Regions from separate parts of the Danio rerio genome. Here region 1 is linked to region 2. Evidence: chromatin contacts called from public Hi-C data. All regions are on one chromosome and are shown on one strand. The core of a region is the stretch at or near the end of the contact, and the rest is flanking DNA. Distances in the headings are between cores, read along the strand shown. Region 1 holds the start of atp6v0e1 (ATPase H+ transporting V0 subunit e1). Region 2 holds the start of rest (RE1-silencing transcription factor).

Region 1 (3,994 bases), core at 774-3,273, 160 kb before region 2:
AAATATTTAAAAATAAATTACGAAAATAATGTTGAAATATGAAAAGTTGTAGTAATACAAGGATAGTCAAAATATTATGAAAATAAACTCAAAATATAAGAGAAAAATTTCTAAATACGACATTTTTTTAAATATGAAAATAATGTTGAAATAATACGAAAATAAAGTCAAAAATATTATGAAAATAAACTTAAAATATTACAAAAATAAAAAGTCTAAATATTATAAGCCAAAGTAATATTATAGTATTAAATATATATATATATACACATACACACACACACACACACACACACACACAGTATTATAGTCAGATTATGTTTGCAATATTTTGAGGAAACAACACCGAGCAAAATGGCTGAGTTTATTCTCTAATATATCCACTCTACTCTCCTAACATTTCTCACAATATTTTGACTTTGTTCTGTAATATTTCAACTTTTGCCATAATATTTTGATTTATTTTCGTATAACTATGACTTTATTCCTGAACATTTCTCAGAATATTTAAACTTTATTATCTAAATATTAAGACTTAAATCTGGTGATCTTAGATCTTTTAGCATGGCAATAATACGCCATCGTGAACATACACTAGACACTACTCTACACACCACCTGTGGAAACATCCAGATTTTACTCTGCTCATTGGTTAAATGTGATGATGATGATGCTGTGGGTGTGTTACCGTGGCGACGGGTGTTCAGGGCCAGTGGTAGTACAGGTACCAGATGGTGTCGTTCTTCAGCACCGGCCCGAACAGAGGATTGAGCTGAGAGAGGATCGCTATCAGCCAGCTGGAGGAAGAGGAAGAGTACAGATGAAGATCAGGACACTCAAACACTCACCGCAGCGCCACCACCAGGCCCACAGAGGACACACACACACACACACACAGCTGATATCTGATGAATAATGCACACACAACAGACCAGAGCTCAGTTAAAACACACCCACACACACACCAGGAGACAAACACTGCCGTTATGCTCATCATCATCATCATCAGATAAGCACACACTGACCTGATAACAGCTGCTCTGATCAATACTGCGCTGATCAATAATGTGTTTGACCTTCAGCAGCTCTACTTCAGCACAGTGCACTCATATTCACTACAGTACAGCTGACAGACATCTATAGGTGAATTATAATGAACAGATCAGTCTACTTACAAGAGATAACAGCAGACAGCAGTCAGAACCAGCATCGTCACAATCACCCTGGAGAACACACACACACACACACACACACACACACACACACACGCTGCATTATTAATCAGTGTGTGTCAGATGATCACTCATACACATCAGCACTGGGTTATTTCTGCTCTAAACACAACCACTGAACACATTCACTGTCAAACTAGTGAACTTCACTGTGATGAAGCACAGAGAGGAGGAGGAGGAGGAGGAGGATCAGTCTATAAACTCCTCAACAATAGAGGAAACACAGCAGCAGACACTAAACAGGAATTAAACCGAGGTAAAGCACGGTAAAGGACATATAAACAGGAATAATTAAGGTAAACTAATGAAGGTAAAAGGTTAAAATAAAGAAAAAACTGGAGTAATACGGCGAAATAGAGCGGAACAGGAATCACTGAGGTAAAACTCGATCATGTAGAAGAAAAACACGAATAAAACGTAGAAAATCAGCACTAAAACACGGTGAAAACATGATTAAAGCCGGTAAAACAGGAATAAACTCGACTACAGCAGGTGAATAATAGCAGAGGTTAATAATAAAGCAGAGTGCTGTGTGTTAGGCGAGCTGAGCTGTGGGGAAATGCTCATGTTAGTGTGTCTGACCCGCGGTTTGCTCCTTTCGGGATGAACCATGGGATCACTCCGCCGACCAGACCCCACAGCAGGGTCATCACCGCGATCGCGATCCCAAACGTGGAGACGGCCATCGGTAATCTTCCGGTGTTCAGATTAATAACTTATCCACTACACGACAAACTTCGAGAAGTTCAGTTTCCGACGCTGACGATCATGTGACGCTGGAGAGAGAAGACACGTGACTGCCGCCTGGCTCTTCCTCTTCTCTCACACACACACACACACACACACACACTTAAACAAGCACTGGAACAGTAGTCTAATGAAATCATATCTTACTAATAATAAAGCAGATAAACTTATAAAATTAGGCGACACAGTAACTCAGTGGTCAGCACTGTGGCCTCACAGTAAGGTCTCTGGTTTGAGTCTCGGCTGGGTCAGTTGGTGTTTCTGTGTGGAGTTTGCATGTTCTCCCCGTGTTGGCGTGGGTTTCCCCCACAGTCCAACCACATGCATAGGGGAACTGATTGACTGGCCGTAGTGTATGAGTGTGAATGGTTTCCCAGCACTGGGTTGCAGCTGAAAGGGCATCCGTTGCGTAAAATATAGGAACATTTTGTTCCTATAATAGATGGCAGTTCATTCCACTGTGGTGAACACTGATGAATAAAGGGACTACACTGAAGGGAAGTGACTGAACTTTGTGCTTTATTTAACATTAATTGATTTTAAATTATGAAATAAAAATGTCCAAACCCCCGTTACACTATACATGTGATTCATACTTGCCCTGTTGAAAATCAAAAAAATCTGCACATAAAAATACACATGTGCACATACATCTACACAGAACAGCGAGAAAGAAACAATAACTTAGTCATATATAAACACACACACACACACACACACACACACACACACTGCTGTTTTCAGTAGATTAATGTGAGACCGGAGTGTGTTTAATCCACTGTAGTGAAACTCACAGCTTCAATAATCTGGCATTAATTATTGAAATGAACTGCCTGCATTAATGAGTTATTAGTGCGGTTCTGTAGAGCAGAAGAGGAACAGCACTGGCACTCCTCACTCACTCCAAATACAGTCTACAACTGAGCAGAGCACGTGACCTCCTGCATCCTCTTGTAAAGGAGCACTTCACTCACTCAGAGCATTCGCTTCTTCTGAACACAGATCTCCTGATGACCGCTCGTGTTCCTCTGATTATCTGCTGTTCTCCAGTGGTTTTCAGAGCATCTCGTTTTCTGTTCTACAGAAGAAACTCATCAAGGTTTACAAACACTCGGGGGATGTTCATGAGTGGGTGAACCGCCTGATGAAAACAGAAAATCACTTCAATATCCACAACTGAAGCCTTTAGAGTGGCCTACTCAAAGTCCTGACCTAAACCCAATTGAGATGCTGTGGCTCGACCTTCGGTTCTGGCAGTGTGTCTGAATGACAGTGGTTCTGCAGAGATGAGAGTCCAGACCAGGGATGGGCAAACTTGATCCTCGAGGGCCGGTGCCCCTCACACTAGTCTAACACACCTGAGCAAGCTAATCAGTGTCTTCAAGATCACAAGAAATCTATAAGCAGGTGTGTTTGATTAGGGTTGGAGCTAAACTGTGCAGGACACCGGAGCTCCAGGATCGAGATTGCCCACCCCTGGTCCAGACTCAGAGCGCTGGACTGCAGGAGCTGACGCCAGATCTGTTTAATGAACAGCATTAGTGTTCCTGCATTTGGATTTTTGACTCGTTTTCTTTTATCGATGTGTGTTCTTTTACTTGTTTCCTCTCAGTGTACAGCACTTGGTGACTCGATGTCTGGGAAAGGTGCTATATAGATAATCCTTCACTGGCTTATTGAGGAAACCTGTTGTCACACAGGGCTGTGCAGTCTTACACTAATAATCTCCATTTCTAAATGGCACGCGTTTACATTTGACTAATATTTAAACAACGCTGACAGACACGGCGTGACCAACACACACACAAATAAATGAGTGAGGAGACGCATTCCACAGCCCTGAACATCTCTCGACTGCAGAAGACTGATCAGTGCGAGTGCTGGAAGACTCCAGAGTTTGACATCTTCACTGTGGATTTGCAGGAATATTGAACACACAGAAAGCAGAACTCAAACCCTCCTGAAACACGAAAAGACCTTATAAACCCTGACACACACACACTGCGGCCAAACAG
Region 2 (3,919 bases), core at 1,221-3,720:
TACACGAGTCTGTTCTGTCTTGTCTGGCTTTTATCTGGTTCTAGTCTGTTCCCTGACTCCTCGTTTTGGTTTGTTTGTTTGTTCACGTTGTTTCATGTTATGATTATGTTTTTAAATTCCTGTTTAAGCATTGTTTAGTTCACTTTTGTTTATTGTTTTGTACTTTTTTTTTGACTCTGTTGGATTTTTTTGTACCTGGCCTGTCCCCTTATTTTTTATGAGAACTTAAATTGCTGCACTTGGATATATCTTGTATTTTTGTAAGTCCATTGTGACTATATATGCTTCCTCTGGGCTTTATTTTTAGGAAAACATGGTCTGTCTTTTCACTGTTATGCGGATGACACCCAAATCTACCTAAGCTCAACAGGGCTAGAGACCCTTATGCTCTGCTTGCCGGACGTGAAAGACTGGTTATCTTTGAACTTTCTAGATTTTATTGAGAGTAAGAGTGAAATGATTTTGTTCGGCCTGTCAAACTCTTCCAGAGCCCCAATGGTTAATCTAGAAAAATTAAGTGTTTCTATAAAGCCCTGGGTGAAAACTCTGGGTGTTATTCTGGATGATGGCTTGAGTTTTGACAAACGGATGTATGCAGTGGTCAAATCCCTGCTTCTGTCAGCTTCCACTTTTAACAACAGTCAAATCTATTCCATCTAGAAAAAATGTTGAATATCAATAATCCATGCTATTATTACTAGATTAGACTATTGTAACTCATTATACTTTAAGATTAGTCAGAAAACCTTATCCCGGGTATAATTAGTTTAAAATTGAGCCCCTTATAACATGCTTCTCTTGGTTTTCAAATCTCTAAATGGCCTGGCACCTTCTTATCTGTCAGACATGTTGACTGAGCATCAGCCTGGTGGGTCTCTTCGGTCATCTAACCAGAGGCTGAAATGCAGGGGTGACCGTGCCTTCGCAGTAGCTGGTCCTAGCTTGTGGAGTGCTCTGGCCCTCTGTATCAGGTCTGTTTCATCTGCGTCTGTTTTTAAGTCTGTGTTGAAAACGTTCCTCTTTGATTTGGCATTTTATCAGTGAAAATTGTCTGTATTAGCTATAATATTGTATATTTCCTTTGCTTTATTTTGTGCTACGCCACTGATTGACATATATTGTACAGTAAAAATATACAATACTGTAAATACATATAGAGCAAGATTAATGGTAAATCAATTACTTTTGCTGTAGTTGATTTACACTAAGCTACTGGTGAACTGCTGCCAGTAAGTCACTGTAAATTCTGAAGGAAATTGTTAGCAGTGTTTTAATTTTAGAGCCGCTGTGTTTGAAGCACGTTTCAGTGTCAGGAATATTGTGTCATGATCTATGCAGTTATACAAACCTTTAGTTAAATATATTCCTCATTAAAACATGTTAACAGTTTAATCCAGAAGCCTTATGTTTACTCATTCACACGTGTTTCATAAGAATGCCCAACAGCATAATAATGATGATGCCCAACCACTACATCTTCACATTACAATGAAAGAGCAGGTGCAAAAATTCAATTATATAAATAATAACATGACATAAAGATGAAATAAAATAAAGATTAAAATATAAGGAGCTCTAGAGTTTTCCTGTTGTTCATATATTTCTATAAAAGAGAGACGATTGATGGCATCTTTTGTTTTCAATATCGTCAGGGCTTTTATATGAGGAATAATCTCATTATAAATGCCACAAAACATTGGGTTCAGCTTAAATGTTTATATAATCTTTGTGTTGTACAATAACCTGTATTTTTGTTGTATTGTTATTAACCCGTGTGTGCTGTTGGGTCATTTTCCTCCACTCTGGGCTGATTTTGAGTCTTAATTTGGTCTCATCTTTCAGCAGATATGATGATTTCTGCTGACTAATCTTATTCTGACATATTTTGGGAAAATGCTTGGGGGAAAAAAGCCATGACAGCAGATAATCATGCATTACTGACTGCTGCTGGTAGTAAAATTGAACAACAGACAATGGGCAACAACAAACAAATAAACAAACAAATAAATGAATAAATATTAAATAAATAAATAATAAATACATAAACAAATAAACAAACAAATAAATAATTTAATAAATAAATAAACAAATAAATAATTTAATAAACAATTTAATAAATAAATAAGTCAGTTGAGTAACTGATGAAAGAGCTGAAAGAGCTGATGAGATTAAATTAAATTTTTATTTATTTATTAATGCTTAAATACAATAATACAAACAATACAAATAAGAAAACAAAAAATAATTTTTATAATACAAAATAAAATTTTGCAGTTTGCTTACTTAAAGAATAAGTGTGCGGGACTTCAAAGGAAATGTTTAGTTTCAAGGCTTTGTCAATATTACTGTTCTTAACTGTGTTCATATAATGTTCTAATTATTTCGAAAAGGGTTTTCTAGTGAGTAAATTTGCATCGATGAATATGAATGAGCGCGCGTGTGCGTGCTGACGTCACTCCGCCGCGAGATGCGCGATGTGCTGGAATGCGTGAGTGGCGCTTCCTCGAGCGAAAGACGGAGAGTTTGGACCGAAGTTTACTTTGAGAAACACACCGCCCGAAGACGAGTCCACCGCCGGTGAGTGAGGGAGTGTGTATGAGTGTATGTTTGCGCTCGGTTTCCGCGGGGTTGACGGTGAGTTTGCGTCGTTTTGGACCAAAACTGAAGTTTGAGAGTGAAAATGGAGTCTGAGGGCGGAGAGGCGGGCGCTGTCCAGGGCTGATCTCAGGACCACGGCTAACGAAACACACACACACACACACACACACACACACTCGCACAGACACTCTCAGAACAGCAGAAAGTGCTGAAAGTCCGGCTCGATTAATCTGCTTATTAATAGACTAACTTTAACATTAGTGTTAAAAGTTAGCCACAAGTTCTGTCTGTTTTAACGCTAGCTCTCTCTCTCTCAGTGTGTGTGTGTGTATGTGTGTTTTCCGGAAAAACACTTTCTACGTCGTGTTGAATGTCCGTAATCTAACTTTATTCGTCAAAAGACACCATAGTTCAGATTTTACACGACTTTTTAACACTATCTTACAGTTTTTGTTAGTATTTCTGAGTAAATCCGCTACTTTCAATCAACTTTGAGTGTTTTCGGGGTTTTCTCCGTGACGTTAAATCTCCACATTTCGACTCTCCTTTGGTTTTACCCGTGTGTGTGTGTGTAAAACTCGGGTGTTTTCGGTGGTGTGTGTCGTGTTTCGTGTCTGTGTGCTCCAGTTGCTCGTGTTTGGAGCTGTCCAACAAGGTCAAAGTTTCTCAGTGCTGTTTTTGACGGTGTTTGTTGAGATTAACGCAGATTTTGCGTTCAGGCGACGCTAGATTTTGCGCTCAGCTGAAGATCTTCAGTGTTGTGGAGTTTCTGTGAGGTTTGCTGGAAAGCAGATGTAGTTCAGCCGTCTGTGTTTTCCCCTGCCGCTGGCTGAAGTTGGTGGTGCTGTTTTTAAAATGGCCGAACACACATTTCACACACAGGCCTCTGACACACACACACGACAGCACACACACACACACTGCGAGTTTGAGATTGTTTGTCTTTCTTAGTATGTCAGTATAGCAAGATACATGTACATATTTGTAAATATTTTCTGTAGTATACTGCATTACATGCATTTAGTCTGCTGTGATATACATAACTCTAATTAAAGTGTCTTCTTTTAAAGTTAAAAACAAGTTTAGAGAAATACAAAGTCAATGTATGGTTCAATAACAACACACTTATCCTGAGCTGTTCTTAATAATAATAATCCTCTCCATTTAGTCACTATTTAAGTGTTTTTATAACCGTTCATGGTTTTCCTCTGTTGAACACTTAAGATGATATTTTGAAGAGTGTTGGGGAAAATCAGCCATTGATATCTATAGTAGGAACAAAAATACTACAGAGGTAAATGATAATTTAATCTCCTCCTGT

The links. Hi-C and Micro-C count contacts between places; a contact is called where the count stands out from the background.
Region 1: a contact with region 2 is called in a Hi-C map of hematopoietic stem cells, with 1.7 times the contacts expected there. The contact joins the promoter of atp6v0e1 here to the promoter of rest in region 2. A contact is called at or near these places in 3 of 18 Hi-C or Micro-C datasets (caudal fin, hematopoietic stem cells and an unstated tissue) and 1 of 4 datasets of contacts at active chromatin or transcription factors (embryo).

What each region holds. Positions count from the first base shown.
Region 1 is chr14:58,655,019-58,659,012 of GRCz12tu, reverse strand. atp6v0e1 (ATPase H+ transporting V0 subunit e1) reads right to left here and starts at 2,023. Exons shown (of 5, transcript NM_001006038.2): 1 at 1,815-2,023; 2 at 1,176-1,223; 3 at 689-797. The coding sequence starts at 1,918. The coding sequence ends at 704.
Region 2 is chr14:58,498,891-58,502,809 of GRCz12tu, reverse strand. rest (RE1-silencing transcription factor) reads left to right here and starts at 2,470. Exons shown (of 4, transcript NM_001353866.1): 1 at 2,470-2,577.